4 separate regions of the Gossypium hirsutum genome follow, and regions 1, 3 and 4 are each linked to region 2. Evidence: chromatin contacts called from public Hi-C data. All regions are on one chromosome and are shown on one strand. Each heading gives the region's core, a stretch centred on a gene start, on an enhancer-like site or on the middle of the called end of the contact. The rest is flanking DNA. Distances are from core to core; before and after follow the strand shown. Region 1 holds the start of LOC107910590 (mediator of RNA polymerase II transcription subunit 1). Region 2 holds the start of LOC107910262 (nitrate reductase [NADH]-like). Region 3 holds the start of LOC107908025 (prolyl-tRNA synthetase associated domain-containing protein 1). Region 4 holds the start of LOC121214627.

Region 1 (2,700 bases), core at 11-2,510, 160 kb after region 2:
TTATGTGAAATAAATGATTAATTTAGAAAATCATGCACTTAGGTCTAATTTTCTATTTGAAATGTTCTATAAATGCGTGGTGTGTACAATTGTTGGTGTGGTTCGTAAAGTTTTAAATGGAAAGTCACCTTGATGGCTATTGTGATGTTTGAAATTTGGCTTGGACCGTCCCGCTAGGTCTGGGGCGTTACATTTCTCATCTTTCTTACCAAGCACACCTATGGAAAGAAAATTTACATTTTCCACCTTAGGGATGGCAAAACCTAAACCTTTCGATGGGTTCTGCATCGGTTCACTTCGAATGGAGCGAATTTTTTCTTTTGAAAAGTGGATGTGGAGTGGATTATTTCTTTTGAATAGTGAGTATGAAGTGATTATGATAATTGCTTGCCTCACCTTGACCTGCTCCACTATATGAAATTACCATTTTATTTTTGTATATATAAACTATTAAAAGGGTAAAAATAGAATAACATGATATAGAAAAGATCTATATATTTTATGTTTAAATAATTTTCAAGAATTATGTTTAAATGTTTATTTGACTTCAAAATATTGAAAATATTAAATATAAGTAGCAAAATTTTAAAATTTTAATTAAAGTAGAGCGGGATGGGGCAGGGATGGATGTGTCCAACATTCATGGAGGTGGTAGTAGTTTTCAAATTATACATTCGTAGTGGAGTAGGGTGAGTGGTGGAGTAGACTGTGCCAACTATAAAGTAGTGATGGATTTAGAAATATTGGCTTTCGCCCCACTCCATTGCCATCCCTATTTTGTCTCTTCAAATTTCTACCTTTCTAATTTACTTTCCTTTGTACTAAGCAAAGCCTAAGATTAAATAATGAAAAATTAAGTAATGAATTTAAAGTTATAAAATTTGTTAAGTGTATTAGTACTTAATTTAATTAGACTGTTCTATAAATGTAGATTTTAAAATTTTAAAGGAAAAATATTTAAAAGAAAGATAAAATAAGTTGAAAAATATCATTTTTAATGTTTTTATGAGAAAAGTCTATTTATCAAATATGTTTAAAAACACTATTATTTTTTAGATTGTAAAGCATACCCATGAACAATTAATGATGAAAATATTAAGATAAATAGACAAAAACAACCATCTGGAATAACATAAATAAATTAAGAGATTATTGAGCATTTATTAATATAATAATTTCTCATAAAAATCTTTCTCCAAAATTTGAATAAAAATTTGATAGAAATAAAAATATAAAAAAACTACACTTACAAAATAGAATATTTATTTTTTTGGTTGGAAGAAGAGGTTGATCTTCATATGTTTCGTTCCAGTATCAAAACAAAAAATAGTAACAAAAATAAATTACGCCTCCATCTTTGCCCTCAGAAAAACAAAACCCTAATTTCAGAAATTGCGGCATTTCCCCTTTATTTCTTCATCACTCTTCTCTATTGTTCCAGTTTTTTTGTTCTTTTATTTCACTGAAACTTTCCGTCGTTGTTTCATCTTATTTTTGTTATTATTATTTTTCTTTCTTTTTGTAATTATTCCTTTTTTTCCGGGAAAATAAAGAGTGGAATTTTGGGAACGCGAAACGAAGCAATAGCCTGGAATTGAAGCGGAGATTAGGGTTAGTTCTCTCCGTTTTTCTTTGTCAAATGTTTCCCCAAATTTTCTTCTTGTCGTTTGGGTTCAAATCCTAGCAGTTGGGAACTTATAATTAAAATTAAATCTAAGGTTTTTAGTTTTACTCAAGACTTATTTGTTATTTAGGGCTACTTTTTCTTTTTCCTAATTTTACTGGTTTATGGGCATTTAGCATTATTTTGGAATAGTCCTTTTATTGCTTTGTTCTTGCTTAAGTTGTTGATTTAGAAAGAGGGTTGGATCTTCTTTTATGAGAAATTTGAGGGCCATTTGAAACTGGAAAAATCAGCAATCTGCAAATCCATCTTTTAATCAAAGATGGAGTAAGGAGTGAGTTAATTATTAGAATCTAATCTCCTTATTGTCATTGTATTTGTTTTGGTTGCTATGGCCTCCTATTCGTGTTAAACATATTGTGCTTTTTGATCAAACAACTCCTTTGTCATTTGTTGAGTTTCACCTTAAATCCGCAAAATTATTGGCAAGTTATGGTGGTTTGAATGACAAAGAATAGGGTAAGAGCTTGAGTTTGTGTAGGAAGAAAATTCATATGGTGGGTTAGGGTTTGAAGAAGGTTCAAAAAGTGTGTTCTTTTATATTATTAGTTTTCTGATGATCATGTTCGATATCCCTTATGGAAAGAAGTGAACCAGCATTAGTTCCAGAATGGTTGAGAAGTACTGGCCCTGTTACTGGGGGTGGTGGCAATTCAGCCCACCACTTTGCTTCCTCTTCTTTTAATTCAGGTACCCTTTGACGCCTCAGCTTCTAGGAATACATTGCATTTCTCATTCTAGTTATACTCCATTACAATGTTACTCTTGGACATGCATGTCTGTTAGATATGCCTTTGGTACACTTTTTGTTTTCTAAGCCATTGTGTTTCTCATTGCATTTATACTAATGTTCTTTTTATAGTTGTCATTGTAGGAATGTTTGTATGTATATTTGGGAATATATAGTAACTGTATTGTTGTTGTTGTTGTCTTAGATGTTTCTTCACTGGTTCATCATGGAAGACATAGAAACTTTAGGAATATAGGTGATTCTGATTCCCCTCGTTATGCTTTTT
Region 2 (2,744 bases), core at 91-2,590:
AGGTGCATGGACCTTAGTTAACAGCCAACCATGTCGGGGACTTTAGTGCGTACAGTTGGAATCCAATTGGAGGAAAAAGACCAGAAGATTCACTTTGTAAAAACGAAGTTTTGAACTCACCCGAATATGAATAGCCCCTCAGAGTGTACGGCCTCTGAGTTGTCCACGAGTTGATTGGTAGGATCTCTTCATGACAAGGCGTCGTTATCACCGAGTTGATGTTTAGCTCATTGATGACGTATTCCGGCTTATACCACCAAGCTGCAAACATTACATCAGCATTTTTCATTACCAAAACACCGAATTTCCCATGCAAAATAATTTTACTGCTCAGTAAAAAAAATTAAAAACACTTTTAATACCTTCAGCGTTGGCTAGCTCTGAATCAACATGAGAAGGAAGGACCTTATTATCTCTATAGTGATAAAAATTATCAGATTCTTTCGTTGTAACGATGATTCGTTTCAACCATTTCACCATTCTCCCGCCGATGAACCCTGGTATGATGATCCGAACAGGGAAGCCATGGTCCGGGGTTAAAAGTTCCCCGTTTTGCATGTAAGCTAAGATAATATCCCGAGCTGGGTCCATGGCGAATTCCTTCTTGATGCTGGTTCCATACTTGGATCCGCCGCCGCCGGGCAAATGCTCGGCCCCTTCGAAACACACATTGAGGGCGCCATGTTTCTTGCTGTAGATCCCACATCGTTTGAGCACGTCACGCAATGGTACACCCCTCCACATCGACGTGGAAATCCCCGAAGCTCCCCAGTTAAAACCCACCGTTGGTTTGATCATGTTTTGTTCTTTACGACGGTTCCCGGCGCAAACCAAGGTAACCGGGAACTCACGGCTTTGAAACTCTTTCACGAGCTGATCCATCGTCAACTTCATCGGCCTTTTAACTAAACCGGTTATTTCAACGGTCCAGTCATCCCACGAAGCTTTGGGGACCGCACCGTGGTTACGAACGTAGTGGAGAGGAACCGGGGTGATGAAACCGTGGTGCATGAGACGGTTCAAAGGGGGTTCAGAGTTGAAAGGGTGTTTCCCTGTAAGACGGACCAGGGAAAGGTTCCGCTCGATCCAGTTATCAGCGGTTACTTCGTCTCGAGGGTCCAAGATCGACGATTCAACCTCGTTGTTGGATTTGACGACCATGGCTTTGTAATATTCGATCTCGTTATCATCATCATCGCTGGAGGATTCATAATCATGGTCGAGGAAAACCTGGTGTACATGGCGGTGGGTTGGGGTTGGACCGGGCTTCAAGGGGGTGTACACGCCGTTCAAAGCCGGTTCAAGCCCCCTGAATTGTCTATTATCGACCGAAGCCGCCATAACAATGGAGATTCAATATTTACTTGAAAACAAGAAAGAAAATTCTTGACTGGATTTTCTTTTTTGTTTCACTGAGAAAATGAAGAAACTGGGGGAGGGTGAAGGCGTTTAAATAGGCTCGTGGAGGCCATAAACATATCAAATGGGACCCTCTGCACGATTGCGTTGTAAATCTGGTCACTAAATTCAAATGGTTTTTGTATTTGCCTTTTCTAATCAAAAGAAGTTTTTAAAAATATTTGTATTTTCTTTTTCAATCCCATTTTTTTCCTGGGAGAGAAATTATATTTTGTGTTCTTTGTCGGGGCTGAGATGCGGGCGTCGCGCCGAGCCGCGGCTCCATTCGCTGCGCTGAGTTAAGAAAGCAGTTAGCTAGCCAGCCACACGATTATTTCCGTGCATCGACAGACCGATAAATATCACCACTTACGTACAATAAAATATCTACTAAATTTTATTATTATTTTTTAAAAAAATTGTTCAATAGGACGAAAAAATAATGATTCCTGGGACACTTTTTTCAACAAATCTGGAAATATAGAAACGAAAGTTGGTGTGTGGAGGGAAAAATATCAGTATTAATTAGGCTCATAATTTCCATATTAATAAGCATAAGCTCAATCAATGTTTATATGTATAGGTTGAAAATGATTTATTGGCTCTGCTTAAACCTTGCCTATAGGCACGGATTCAAGGATAAATGATATTGTTTAATTACAAATATTTTTAAAAATATATACAAGGATTACTTAAATAAATATCTTGATTATTGATTTCTTCATATACAAAACACAATAAATCCAATATATAAGCTCCCAATTAAGTCTTAGCTCGATTGGCATATGTATTGTCTCCAATGTAAGAGGACGTGGATTCAAGTGTGTTGATGCGCATTATCCTCATATTTATGTGTTAGGGAAAGACTATGAATAATTTTAGATATTGTGAAAAAAAAAACAATGCATGTAAGTTTAATATGCTCAGACATGCATATACCGACATGGAAACACATCAAACAAACAAAACTAGACGATTCGAGCGACTAATCCAATCCATTTTTCACATTCATAGGAGTTCGACTATATTTCTACTTTACGACTATGATATTTTCTGAACATTCCTAACATTATTTTTATTGAATTTAGAAACAAATGTAACGAATTAACCATAATTTTCTTTCCATTTAGATCTCATCTTACTAGTATCACTAGAAATTGGTAAATATTTTTAATACTAACTTTTCCTATATTAGTTGCAGTCTATCCTTTTCGGAATTGATTGACAGCAAAGTTTTATTTATTTTTCTCCTTAAAAGTATAGCATGTCTTACCATTGCACTCAACTACTTATTGATAACATGTTAACTTTTTTATATCTTTATTACCAACAACATAAAATATTTA
Region 3 (2,700 bases), core at 31-2,530, 220 kb before region 2:
CATTTGAATATGAGTATCTCTCTGCTTCAATCAATGGTGAGCCCAATTTTGTTACAATCAACCTGGTGTCATTATATAGTCCAAGACTTTGGTTTATATTTATAAGAAGCATTATCGAAACACCAACTTTCAACTCAATTTTATGGTTGGGAATTTAGGAGGATATAATACAAATTGTTGTTCAATATTTCTTGAAACAGGTGAGATTTTGTCTTCACTTAGTTCTTAAAATTGCCTAGAACTAACACCAACCTTATTAGACGGTGACGAGATAGCCCTATCCTTTATAAAGGTTGAAGTTTTTTTCCAAATTGGGATAAGTGGATTCAACAATGTCACAAAATGAACCAGATCCATGTGGAATTATTTGCGACATGTCATCCCCATCATGTTTGATAGTAGGTAATTTACCATCACCAAATTCAACGGCCACTTATTGAAAGCAGAGATAGAAGAAGTTGTTGAATTCATATGAAATCACATGTTTATGGTTAATTGGAAAAGGTCACAGTGATCCCATATTAGGGACTTGGTAATATAGAAGTTGAAATAATACCACTGCGCCTGCCCCAAGGAACATGTAATATTTGTCTGAAATCCCCTCCCAACAACATAGTTACCCCATCGAATAACTTGTTTTCTGATGAATGATCATTGCATCGCAGAATATCCTACAACATGTATATCAGCCATTGGTGCTTCATCCCATTTATTCAGACTTGTCTTCCTTAGTAGTTCAGCTGCTGATGTACCTTACTTAACATCGCAATGAGAGTTATTGCTTAATTTCAATGGGATCTTAAGTATTGAATGTGTTGTTCATCCACCATAATGCAACAATTTTACCCTCAGACCTTAGTCGAGTAGTGATTGTCCTCCATAAATATGTTTTCTCTGTGCCACCACTTGAATACAAAAAAAAATGAAGCATCTAGAAGTGTTATAAGCAAATTTGATAACTGCATCGTATACGGATCTTTGATCAACATGAAGACCATTATATAGTTCATTGTGTTTGTACTACCAACTCGTCCCTATCATAATTAATGAAGATTAGAGTGTTGGTATTTGTTTCAAGACATGGGTGATTATGAACCTTGAAACAAGAATATAGTAAATCAACTAAGATCCCTTAACAAGTTAAGAAAAAAGTTGCTCCATTCTACCAAATACGGGTGAGTTTTATTTGAGTGAGAACAAAATTTACCTTAAATTGAGATCGCACTGTAGGCCCAGTGCAACGGAGTTTCTGTAAATGATCCAACGAGTTTAAGCCCAAACCACAATCCACCTCAGTACTTCAGTACCAAATAAACCTATTCCAAACTCATCGCTGATTTCTATATTGTTTGCTTTTATCTCCTTAACTTCAGTCTTCAGCTTCGACACAGAAACAATGGTTTATTCCAAGGATCAGCTGCTTGCTCGTTTAAAGGTTTCCTCTTTTTGATTTCTGGATAGCTTTTAGTTCTAATCTTTGCACAGTTAGTATCTAATTCGCAATATCCATTCAGTTTTTGGGAAATGATTCATTATTTAAACTACAATTGTGATTTGGGTTTTCATTATTTTTATTTAAATTCATTTATTTTCAGGGTAAGAATGGAGCAAATAAAGTGTCAAAACACAAATTAGGCTGTTACAATATGGTTTTCTCTGCTAAAATTATGAACTTTTATAAATATTTACACTATGAATTGGTGGAAATATTGTGAATTGTAACCAGTGGCCGATCTTGCCATTTGATTTTGGGGGCCAATTAGGAAACTAAGTATGTAGTTTGACCAATAGCTTAAAGCTGTGATCTTAAAGATGAAAATAGAAGAACACAAGGTGACAGATAACAATTTAAATTTATAATGCACAAAATTAAATTATAAACAAAAATAATAATAAATATATACATTTTTTTTGGGGGGGGGGGTGGTGGTAACAAGTTAATTTAGTTTAGCGCACACACTCACGCAAGATGTTTCCAAAATGGCCCGTGACTCCCATGGCAATTCACCATTGATTGCAATCCTTCTAATTATATAGTTTTGATTCAGCACTATTTCTCTGTTTGTATCTGGTTATGATTGAATTCAAGAATTTATGGCCTTGCTTCAGTTTATGGTAGCTTTTCTTCTTTTGCATCTCTAGTGACTGGTATGTGCATTGGATTTTTTTCAGGAGCTTCAAATTGATTTTTCCCAGTATGAACATCCTGTTGTTTTGACTGTCGAAGCTCAGGTAAAAGAAGAGTGCTAAACTTAGCTGATTAGTCCCTTTTGAGTAGACAAACTCATGCATTTCATGGATTCTAAAATTTTTCTTCTCATCAGGCAAAATATGTTGGGAATGTGGGAGGTGCACTGAGCAAAAATCTGTTCTTGAAGGTATACACCGAATGAATATTGGCATTGTTTCTGATGGATTGTTTGTAACTTTCTCAGTGATTGCAAATGGTTATCCATGCAGGACAAAAAACATAGGTACTATGTTGTGTCTGCCCTTGCAGATACGAAAGTAGATATGAAAGGTACATACTTTCTTTCCTGCTTTATTTTTTGTATAATGCATGGAAATAGTTTATTGGTCTCACATGTTGGTCTCAATATGGAAATTTTGAAGTAACTTTGAGATGTTAATGTGAGTTTCACGTGGCTTTCAAAGCTGTGCAGTTTTATCTCAGAGGCTTGGTTTAGGAAAAGGTGGTCT
Region 4 (2,700 bases), core at 61-2,560, 140 kb before region 2:
ACATCAAGTATTGCCTTTATTTTAAAATCGAGATAACAAAATGTCATATCCAGTAAGTTAGGATCCAACATTTCGAAATCTTAAGAACTTCATTGTAAAAAAAATGTACGATTTTAATAAAATGAACACTTGATTATCTAAGTTCATCGAGAAGAGTTAAAGCCCAGTAAGTTAGGGCACGATTCTCTCGAGAACTTACGAACACCAAGCTTTTTCTTTTTTGGAATTATGAAATAAAATAATTATAATGCTAAAATAAAATACAATTCTTACAAATAGAACATAATTGAGTAGCAATACATATAATGTAAAAGATAAATAACAACCTAGACTTAAACTAAAAGCAATCAAGCAAGTAATAAGCAAATACAAACATTGACTTTAATCATGTTATACAAACATCCATATTAATAATTAAGAAACCTATAAATTAATAATCAATATAAAAAAATTTCGAGACAATAAGAAAAAGAAAAAACAATAATAACCATAAATAATGTGAATATTTGATACAATTTGGTAATTGAACTAAAAAACAAATAAAAGATTTGAATGAATTTTAATGAAAGATTTAAAAAAATAAAAAAAAAAATCAAATCAAATAAAAGTGAATAACTTAAAATTAATACTTACATTTTGATTTATAAAAAAAAATCTAGTATAAATAATAGTATATACATAATAATAATACATATAAAAGTTAAAATAAATAAAATAAAATAACAAATTTAAAAGGAATAAGGCTTCCGTGTATAAAAAAAATCATTTGAAATTAATAATATATTAATATATATATGCATACTAAAAAATATATTATATATATTCATATATACAAAAATATGAGATATTATTATTTAAAAAATTGAAGTTAATTATATATATATGAACAAAAAAAAGTATAAATTATGCCAAGATAATATATAAAAATATTTATAAAATTAAATAATGAATACATAAAATAATATTATATAGTAAAAGAATTTATAGTAAAATTAGGTTAACTAATATATATATAATACTAAATATAATAACAACAAATAAAATTAATAATAATAAACCAATTAATTTAATGAAAACAGATCTACTTTGAATTCTAACAAAATTCTAAGGGTTGATTTGAAATAAATGAGTAAATGTCCGCATTGAAAACCACTAAAAATCATAGGGACTATTATAGCAATTTAACACAAGAATTTTAAACAATCAAAATCGGACGTAGAAAATGACACCGTTTAGGCTTGGATCCAGGTGAAAACAGAATCAAATATGCGGTACAAATTACAAACAATTGCAGGAAATTAAATTGCAATTCCATTAAACGCAGAGGGATCTGTTAGGTAAATAGACCAGACATCCATTTCACGCGGATCCTACCCCGGGTCGGGTCACCGCTTGGATCTGGGTCTCAGAACGACGTCGTTTCAAAGCCACCGTATTGGCTCCAAACGGCGATGTTTTAACTTCGTGCTTAAAGGCTAAAACTTGAAAAATCTTTTTCATTTTTTAGAAACCTTAAAGAGAACAAATGTTCTCTGCACCGTTCAGTACTGAGGCACTCGATTGGTCTCCGATCCTAGCCCATTCTCCGATGACGACAAAGAGGGCCAGAATCTCACCGCCAGGTACGTCCTTTCTTTCCTTTTATTATTTCTCTCCTTAACCAACGATTAATAAACACAAAAATAAGAAAAAGAAAGAAAAGTAATAACCAGCCAAAATGAAAGAGAAAAAGGAACCCAGAAAATCACCTCTTAGTATTTTGATTTTTTTTATATTCTGAATGCATGTGTATCACCGATTACAAAGATTTCGCCTTTTGTTTTATAGGCTGAAAAAATAAACAAAAATAACAAAAATGAAAATACAATTTTTCCTTTCTGCTGCGTTGTTTGCTCTATTTGCAGGTACGGAGTCGGGGACGTGGCGTGTACGGAGGCCAGCTGGAGGCGCGTGGTGGTGCTACATGCGTGGGGAGTGGCTCGGTAGCGGCGCATCAGCCATTAGGGTTTTCCGGCTTTTGTTTCTATGTTGGGTTTTGGGTTTCTGTAATCGGGCCAGGGTTCAGGCCTTTTTGGGCCAATTGGTTTGTAATATGGGCTGGACTGTGTAAATGGACTTTGCCCTTTTATTGAATTTGATTTTATTTATTTATTTAGTTAATAATTTTTTTTGACATGTATGTGAGCCGGGCTAAAATGGTCTGCTACAATAGGTACCAAATTAAAAAAAAAAGTTGCCAAACACAATACCAAGTATAATTTTAATTTTATAAATATAATATTTTATATTATTTTGACTTATATGTAAAAAAAATTAAGCTCCTATATTAAATTCGCATCCAATTAAACCATTGTTGTCCACTACAATAATCAATTAAGCCATTCCATTAATGGTTTCTGTCATTAGCCACGTTAACCATTAAAATAAACTGACGGATCAATCAAATGGTGACACATTGTAGCTTCAATTTCAGTCTAATATTTTCCCCTTAAAACTAATGGAAAATAAAAAAATAAAAAAATCAACAAATATTAAACATTGATATAAACTTATTAAAACTATAAAACTATATAATAATATAAATATTATAAAAATTATAACATTAATAAAACTTATTTAAAATGTTTAAAATTAAAAAAATTAGAATTCTTTGAAAATAATAAAAATTGTAAAAAATAAAAAAATATTAAAATTGTTATG

Evidence for each region. A called contact is a pair of places that touch in the nucleus more often than the background predicts.
Region 1: a Hi-C map of leaf shows a contact between it and region 2, with 8 times the contacts expected there. The contact joins the promoter of LOC107910590 here to the promoter of LOC107910262 in region 2. A contact is called at or near these places in 19 of 34 Hi-C or Micro-C datasets (anther, callus, fibers and 4 more).
Region 3: a contact with region 2 is called in a Hi-C map of leaf, with 2.1 times the contacts expected there. The contact joins the promoter of LOC107908025 here to the promoter of LOC107910262 in region 2. A contact is called at or near these places in 4 of 34 Hi-C or Micro-C datasets (all in leaf).
Region 4: a contact with region 2 is called in a Hi-C map of leaf, with 1.7 times the contacts expected there. The contact joins the promoter of LOC121214627 here to the promoter of LOC107910262 in region 2. A contact is called at or near these places in 2 of 34 Hi-C or Micro-C datasets (both in leaf).

What each region holds. Positions count from the first base shown.
Region 1 is chrD02:13,881,174-13,883,873 of Gossypium_hirsutum_v2.1, forward strand. It overlaps LOC107910590 (mediator of RNA polymerase II transcription subunit 1), which reads left to right and starts at 1,261. Exons shown (of 5, transcript XM_016838473.2): 1 at 1,261-2,374; 2 at 2,620-2,700. The coding sequence starts at 2,263.
Region 2 is chrD02:13,717,224-13,719,967 of Gossypium_hirsutum_v2.1, forward strand. It overlaps LOC107910262 (nitrate reductase [NADH]-like), which reads right to left and starts at 1,341. Exons shown (of 4, transcript NM_001327033.1): 1 at 363-1,341; 2 at 121-261. The coding sequence starts at 1,341.
Region 3 is chrD02:13,500,136-13,502,835 of Gossypium_hirsutum_v2.1, forward strand. LOC107908025 (prolyl-tRNA synthetase associated domain-containing protein 1) reads left to right here and starts at 1,281. Exons shown (of 12, transcript XM_041088460.1): 1 at 1,281-1,435; 2 at 2,173-2,232; 3 at 2,325-2,378; 4 at 2,461-2,474; 5 at 2,656-2,700. The coding sequence starts at 1,397.
Region 4 is chrD02:13,574,301-13,577,000 of Gossypium_hirsutum_v2.1, forward strand. It overlaps LOC121214627, which reads left to right and starts at 1,311. Exons shown (of 2, transcript XM_041088466.1): 1 at 1,311-1,622; 2 at 1,905-2,147. The coding sequence starts at 1,526. The coding sequence ends at 2,110.